2 separate regions of the Mus musculus genome follow, and region 1 is linked to region 2. The links are chromatin contacts, called in public HiChIP or PLAC-seq maps. All regions are on one chromosome and are shown on one strand. The core of a region is the stretch at or near the end of the contact, and the rest is flanking DNA. Distances in the headings are between cores, read along the strand shown.

The links. HiChIP or PLAC-seq counts read pairs in DNA pulled down with a chosen protein or histone mark.
Region 1: a contact with region 2 is called in an HNF4G HiChIP or PLAC-seq map of pancreatic cancer cells. The contact joins the promoter of Usp43 here to the enhancer-like site in region 2. A contact is called at or near these places in 8 of 484 Hi-C or Micro-C datasets (the AML12 cell line, the HL-1 cell line, cerebral cortex and 3 more), 6 of 115 datasets of contacts at active chromatin or transcription factors (embryonic forebrain, embryonic stem cells and pancreatic cancer cells) and 3 of 9 other capture datasets (adipose tissue, liver and pancreatic islet).

Annotation. Positions count from the first base shown.
Region 1 is chr11:67,920,213-67,923,672 of GRCm38.p6, reverse strand. It overlaps Usp43 (ubiquitin specific peptidase 43), which reads left to right and starts at 1,520. Exons shown (of 15, transcript NM_173754.4): 1 at 1,520-2,128. The coding sequence starts at 1,625.
Region 2 is chr11:67,860,039-67,863,492 of GRCm38.p6, reverse strand. All of the region lies in intron 14 of Usp43 (ubiquitin specific peptidase 43), which reads left to right. Among named protein-coding and RNA genes, the nearest start is that of Gm40032, 17 kb to the right of the region's middle. Within about 2 kb of position 1,927, at least 67 of the 459 cell types and tissues checked have an H3K27ac peak or open chromatin away from gene starts, as enhancers often do. A contact at or near this core is called in the AML12 cell line, adipose tissue, embryonic stem cells and 1 more, where this site is marked.

The DNA of each region.
Region 1 (3,460 bases), core at 271-2,770, 61 kb before region 2:
TTTCTGCTCAGACATTTATTGTGAGTCGTGAGACACACACCCAGGATTCCAGCACTCAGGAGGCTAAGGTTGAGAATGAGAGTTCCAGACAAACCTGAGCAACATAAGTGTGATGGACTCCCTCCTTCTTACCAACAACCTCCTAGCAAAACAAAAGCAACAGCCGCTCCCGAAACTGTTACCAAATGAAAACTCCCTGCTGGGGATCTTGACATGATCTCAAAGGTGAAATACCGGAGATGATTTATCAGAGTCTGCTATGACCACGGCACCTTCAGTACATCCGGGTCATGAAATGAACCTTATAAATTTATCAACTAGGTGGATGTCTTTCCCAGGAAGGTAAATGGTGGCTTTTTACACTTCAAGTCTCCACATTACAGTTTCTTCTTTATCCTTAACTTATGCAACTTTTTGGCACCAGGTAACTGCTGCAATTCTATGTGAAGATCGAGGAGGGATACTTAATAAATGATGAGCACTTATTATTAAATAGCAAGTCACATTTTTGGGTTCTGATGTAAGTCTGACTCCAGAAAGCTGCTGATCTCTTTTTGAGCTACAAACTGATGAGAAATTCATTTTGCAAGACCTTGCCTGATTAATTATAAACCTGACAGTTAAGGCATAAAAGGAGCAGAGGCCTCCAGGGTTACCCAGGGAATTAAGGGCGGGGCGAGGCCAAACTAATTCTGATTGGGTAAGGATACAGCCAGGCTTTAGCGTGGAGGAGCGAAGCAGCAACCGAGTAGGGGGCGCGCCTGAGAACCGGAAAACTTCCTGCCAAGCAAATACTGGGGTTGTAAAGAGCCTGAACTCTGCAGTGCACCCAGGGAGGGTCGAATTCCGGTTCCTCTCTTTTCACAGCCTCAACCTCGCTGAGCTCCCTTCACCAATGAAAACCAGGACGTTCAAGTCTCCCAAGTTTAAGGAAAATGAATGTAACCTATTGTGTTATTTAAAAAAACAAAACAAAACAGCAAGAAAAAGAAAACAAACTCCCAACCCACTAGCATTCCCACTCCCAGTTCAGGTCCTGGGGTGACCGGTGTAGGCAAAGGCTGCAAAGGAGGTGGCGCCACCTGACCGCATGCACCTGAGCCTGGGCTCCCCACCTGCACAGCTGCCAGCGCGCGCCTCTCGGGACACCTGGGCACGAACAGGGGCACCGCTCGCCGGTCAATTTTCTTAGTCTTCATCTGGCTTCCACGACCAGAAACTTAGCCAGAGCCAGGGCTTTGCTTCGCTGGGCGCTTCAGAAGGTTCCATCCCCGGGTTAGCTACGCTGTTTAGGGATGGGCGGGGAAGGCGAGCCGAGGTGAAAGGCCTGTTCCAAGGCGGGAAGGAAGGGCGGGGAAGTCCACTAGGCGGGCTCAGAGGGAGTGCATTCCCAGCTCCAGCCGCGGGGGCGGGAGCCCGGCGGCGGGCGCTGCCCTAGGGCCGGATTCCCGCGTGGGGCGTGGCGTGGCGGCCCCGCCCCTGGCTCCGCCCTCGCCCGGTGTCCGCACACCTGGCTCTCAGGTAGCCGGCGCCCGGCGCCTCCGGGAGGCGGTGAGGACCGGGAAGCTGCCGGCCCGCCTGGGGTCTCGGGGGCTGCGCTCCCGGACCACCGTGCGTGGCCAGCATGGATCCGGGCGTGGGGAACGCACTGGGAGAGGGGCCGCCCGCGCCCCGGCCCCGCCGCCGCCGTTCCCTTCGCCGCCTGCTTAACCGCTTCCTGCTAGCTCTGGGCAGCCGCTCCCGCTCGGGGGACTCGCCGCCCCGGCCCCCGGCCCAGCCCAGTCCCTACGATGGCGATGGAGAAGGGGGCTTTGCCTGCGCCCCGGGCCCGGCACCAGCCTCTGCCGGGAGTCCAGGGCCAGATCGTCCTCCGGGATCCCAACCCCAGATATCTTCGGGTGACGGGGCGCGTCCGCCCGGCGCTCAGGGCTTGAAGAACCATGGCAACACCTGTTTCATGAACGCGGTGGTGCAGTGTCTCAGCAACACCGACCTGCTGGCCGAGTTCCTAGCGCTGGGGCGCTACCGGGCGGCGCCGGGCCGCGCCGAGGTCACCGAGCAGCTGGCGGCGCTGGTGCGCGCGCTCTGGACGCGCGAATACACGCCCCAACTTTCCGCAGAGTTCAAGGTAGGCAGCGCCAGCCGCCCGCAGACTCCTCCGACCCTTCTGGTTTCGGCTCTTGAAAAGCGTGTGAACCATCAGCCAAGCCTGGTTCTTGGGCGGGGAGTAGGGGGTAGGTCTTCGGTAGACACTACTTAACCAGCCCAGCCTTGGGTTACCGCCTTTGTTTCGAGGTGACATGTTACATTATCATTTGCAAATGCTTTCTTTAGAAATTAGTTTCTTCCTGGTATTTTGGGCTGGGGTGGAGAAAGCTGGCAGCCTTAAGTGTGTCCAGCAGTTTTGTGGTTAAAAGCAGTTGTTGGAGTGGGACTTGCCGGCCAGGGTGAGTTAGAGCTTAGGATCTAGAAGGATGCAGCATGGGAAGCAGGTCCTTGAAGGCCAAGCTTTGGGAAGGAGGAGATAGAAGCGTGAGGAACAGAAAGCCGAGAAGGAACGGATCTAGGAATAATCCAGGTAGAGTGATCAATAAGTAGAAAGGGCAGAGGCCTGAAAGTGAAGCGTTTTGAAGGCAGGTGAAGGTCTTCAGATCGTGTATGACCTTGGACGCAGTGGCTTTGGATTATTTAAGTCCAGTGGGTGCTGAGAACCCGTGGGTCAGGTATTCTCAAAAGTAGGGAGAGGGAGTCGTTAAGAGTGCTATAGTAGAATGGTATCCTTTAATTTAATTCATACTAAGTCCTGACAGTATGTGAGCAGGAAGTGGCATTTGTTATCTGTAAGATTACAGTCCCCTTGCTGGGAATGCTTCGGGGTCATGAGAAGGCGTTAAAGTACAAATGTGGAGTCCCAGTCGGATGATGAAAGTGTTCCAGATAATTGATGCATAGGGTTTGCATCCTGCTGCAAAACCGCAGCTCTGGGCAGAAAGCTGAAGCACCCCCACGGACTAGTGATTGTTATTGAGGGTGAATATGACTGTCGGTGTTCATTCTGCAAACATACATGGTTCTTAAGTTTCAGCCTGAGAAAGCAGTCTTTGTCCCGTTATCTGCAAGGATGCTAACAACTGCCTTCCTCTCTGACCTCTGACCCTGAAGGAGCACAGTAGTCACACAGATGTCTTTATTATCACTTTTGGGCCACATTTGCTGTTCAGATATGATCATCAGTGTAGTATAGTGGTCAAGAGCAAGGTCTTTTGGGCAGTGACTCATTGCTTGACAAATCACTTGTCATACAAGCCTTGAGGATATGTTTCCAGAACCCAGATAAAAAGGAAAAAAGCCAGGTGTCCCACTGCAGGCCTTTATCTTCACTGTGGACCTGTAATCCCAGGGTAGGCTTGTATACAGTTCCAGCCCTGGGGAGATGGAGCCAGGTAGATCCCTTGGGCTT
Region 2 (3,454 bases), core at 678-3,177:
AGGAGCAAGCGAGTCAGCAGCACCCCTCCATGGCCTCTGCATCAGCTCTGCCTCCAGGTTTCCTGCCCTGACTTCCCTCAACGATGGGCTATGGATGTGGAAGTATAAAGTAAATAAACCTTCCCTCCCCAGCTTGCTTTTGGTCATGGCGTGTGGTCATAGCAATAGTAACCTTGACTAAGACAGAGTTTATTGGGGCTTAAAACTCATAGAATTGGGGCAAATATGAAAAGGAGGTGCTGGAGAGCCAAAGGAATATAAAAGCACCCTACCTTTACAACTGCAGGAAGATGTAACTATGTTTAAAAAAAAAAAAAAAAAAAGGAAAGGACGAAAGGAAGGAAGAGATAGATCTATCCCAAGGGGACCTTCCCAGAGACCGTTGTGAATAGAGGGCCCCGGCACTTAGGTGTCCCCAGCTTGTTAGGACAAATCCTTAGCCTGATAATCATCCTCTGTGGCTTTTCTTGGGCGTTAAAGGTTTTAGTAGGTCTTCTTCCTTCCCAGATAGTATGTCACTTCAGCTTTCATTCCCCTTGTGATGGTATCTGGGAATTTCAAGTATTCAAGACCGTGCGGTCGTCTTTTTTATTCTTTGTTTCCAATTTGGCGAATTATGGTCCAAGAATGAGCGTCTCAAATGTTATCTTCTTTCATGGAAAAGTCTGTTTTGTTATTTTATAAGTGCTCTGTGTACCTTTTTGAGGGCTTGAGCGCTTACTGTCATATATGATATTAGGTGATTGGTTGCTTTAGTCCTTTCCCCCATGTCACTTTAAATATGTCTCTTTTTGTTATTGTTTTGTTTTTGTATGCACAACTTAGTAATATAACCAATCGATATAACAACTATTTTCCCATCTGTAAATGTATTCCTGATTTTTAGCTCAATTCTCTCCTGTAAAGTATTCAGACGATGACTAAACGTGTATTCAGCAGTGAAGTTCTCATCTTGAGGAATCAGACTTTTTTCAGCTGTGATTCCAGGGAAATTCTAATTGAATGGGATGCACTGTTTCACTTGACTTTAGCCAAAGGGAGGGATATGAATGTCTCTTTAGATATGTATGTTTCTTTAGAATGTACAATTCCTACCATGCTGGCATGTGGCAGGAATGACACAGTGAGGACTGAGGAGCAAGGAGCTTTGGGAGAGTGCCAAATGGGACCTGCAGGGTGCTGTCACTGACAGCTACAGGTAGCTGGCAAGAAAAAAAAAAAAAAGAGTGGAAGACCTGGTGGGGCTGAAAAACCACAGCTGAGTGGATACAGAGAGTACAATAGGAGACAGCTGGTTCTCAGGTACACCCCAAGCACTGGACTCTAAGCTGTTCATCCCTAATCCATGGCTCTTTTGTAAATGCCTCATGTATGTAGCCTTACAGTGACTTCTGTTTGAGGTTCAGGTTCTTCAGACCAAAAACAAAAAACAAAACAACAACAAAAACAAACAAACAAACAAAAAACCAAAAAACAAAAAACTTGTTGGTTGCTGTTGGTTTCCTTTCCTAATTAATTTGCAAGTTCTGCTTTTCTTCCTACCTTGTTCCTGGGTGCTTTCTCGGTGTTGACAATCAATCACGTTTTCCTGCCATTAGAAGTCGGTAAGAAACCAGCTGTTTCCTGCCAGGCATTCTGCTTCCTCATCGCCTTTTCTCTCTTCTCCAGTAACCCTGGAGCTGGAGCCGCGCCCTTCCCTCCCCTCTCCCCTGACATCCTTCCCACAAGGAGAGGTTTGAAACCCTTCCTCCATCTCCCTCTGCCCCATTGGGGATTCTTCCCCCCATTGTGCTGCAATAGTTCATCCTGTGTACCCGACTTGGCTTGAGCTGACCTTCCGAGGCTGCCTGGCCTTCCCTGTGGAGGATAGACTGTTCGTGGAATGCACTGTGGGATGCACTGTGGTTTCGTGTTTGTCTTCTCTGCCCTCTGCCCTGAGATCTCTGCTCTGCCAGTGTTTGTCAGAGCCCTTCAGGCACTTGAGCTCTTAAGTCCTTAGCAGACAGAAGTATTTCCTTCACCCCAGTGGGTGGTAGCCTGGCTGGCCTGGGGCTCTGGGGTTGCAATTCTTTGCTTTCTGCATCGGTAGCTGGTTTCCCACGATCTCCTTGCCCCAGGGCTGCAGGTGAGAAGCCCAGACTGTTCTTTTTCACGTGAGTGTCTCTTGTTCTCCCAGGCTGGAAGTTTTTAAGATTCTCTCTGACCTCAGAGTTCAGAAATTCTAGCACATGCCTGGGTGTTCAGCCCCACCCCGCACCCAAATGCCTTCCTTCTGCACACTCAGGCCTTTCTTTGGGACTTTGTCTTGTATTTCCCTTGAGTTATTGTCTTTTGCCTTCAGATTCCTCTAGTTGTTTGCTGTGGCTCCTGGTTCTACCCCCTCACTCTCCTCCGTTTTCCCATGTGGTCTTATGACTGCCCTTTTGCTCCAAGATCAGAGGCGTCCAATCTTTTAATGTGATGGTTTCACTTACAAGTATGCTGAGTCATATTTATAACTATCCTGGGACAGGTGCAGGCTCCTGGTTACACACCTACTGGGATGTGAGATAATTCTTATCTATTTACTGACTCATGGGATCTTAGCGGTGACCCTGTAAGCCTGGTTAGGTCACACCCTGATGCTGTCTCTCTCCCTCAGGGTCATTGGTTGCACAGCTCTGTGCCTTTAGGAACTGCTCTTCTGTGTTGTTGCGGCTGCTGCTCTTTGTTTTGTTTTGAGTTATTCTGTTTCTGGGTCCTCTCTGTTGTCATTTCTACTTTGGGGCCAACTCTCACTGTGGAACACTGGTTGGCCAGGAACTCAGTCTCTCAGCTTCCTGAGTGATGGGATTCTAGGTTGTGAGTAACCACACCCATGATGGACCCTGTTGTTGCTTTTTCTGTTTCTGCCCACAAGGCTTTGCTCTTCCCTCTCTAGAGCAAAGGGACACTTGGGGTGAGAGAAGGGACGGTGACTTTGGCTCCCAAGGGATGGTGGTTGACATCCAGCCCTTCTCTTGCCCACTTCTGTCCAACTGGCTCAGTCTCAGAGGAAGAAGAGTAGCCCTGGCCTGTCTGTAGACATTGCCTGAGCTTCTCGGGCACCACCAGAAAATTTGGGGTCAAGTTTGTTTTAGATTGCCTCTGCCGTCCAGGCAGAAGTAGCTGCCAGGCTGTCAAGAGACATGAGAGCAAAAGGGACAACTAAACTAGGAGCAGAGAGGGGCTGGAATTGTTTTTGATATTTAAAGTCAGTGGCAGAGATCTTCAAATATGGATTGGAGTTCAGAAGCTGTCCTGGGTGCACATAGCATGGGCGCTTCTCTCCTGGGTTCCAGCTCTGGTTGTCTTTGATGCTCGCCTGACACAGCAAATTCACTTCTACCCCAGGGTCTTTGCATCTGCTGCTCCTGAAGTCTGGAACTCATCTTCCTCAGATCTCCCCCTGCCTCCCTTCCTCCTTTCCCCCTTC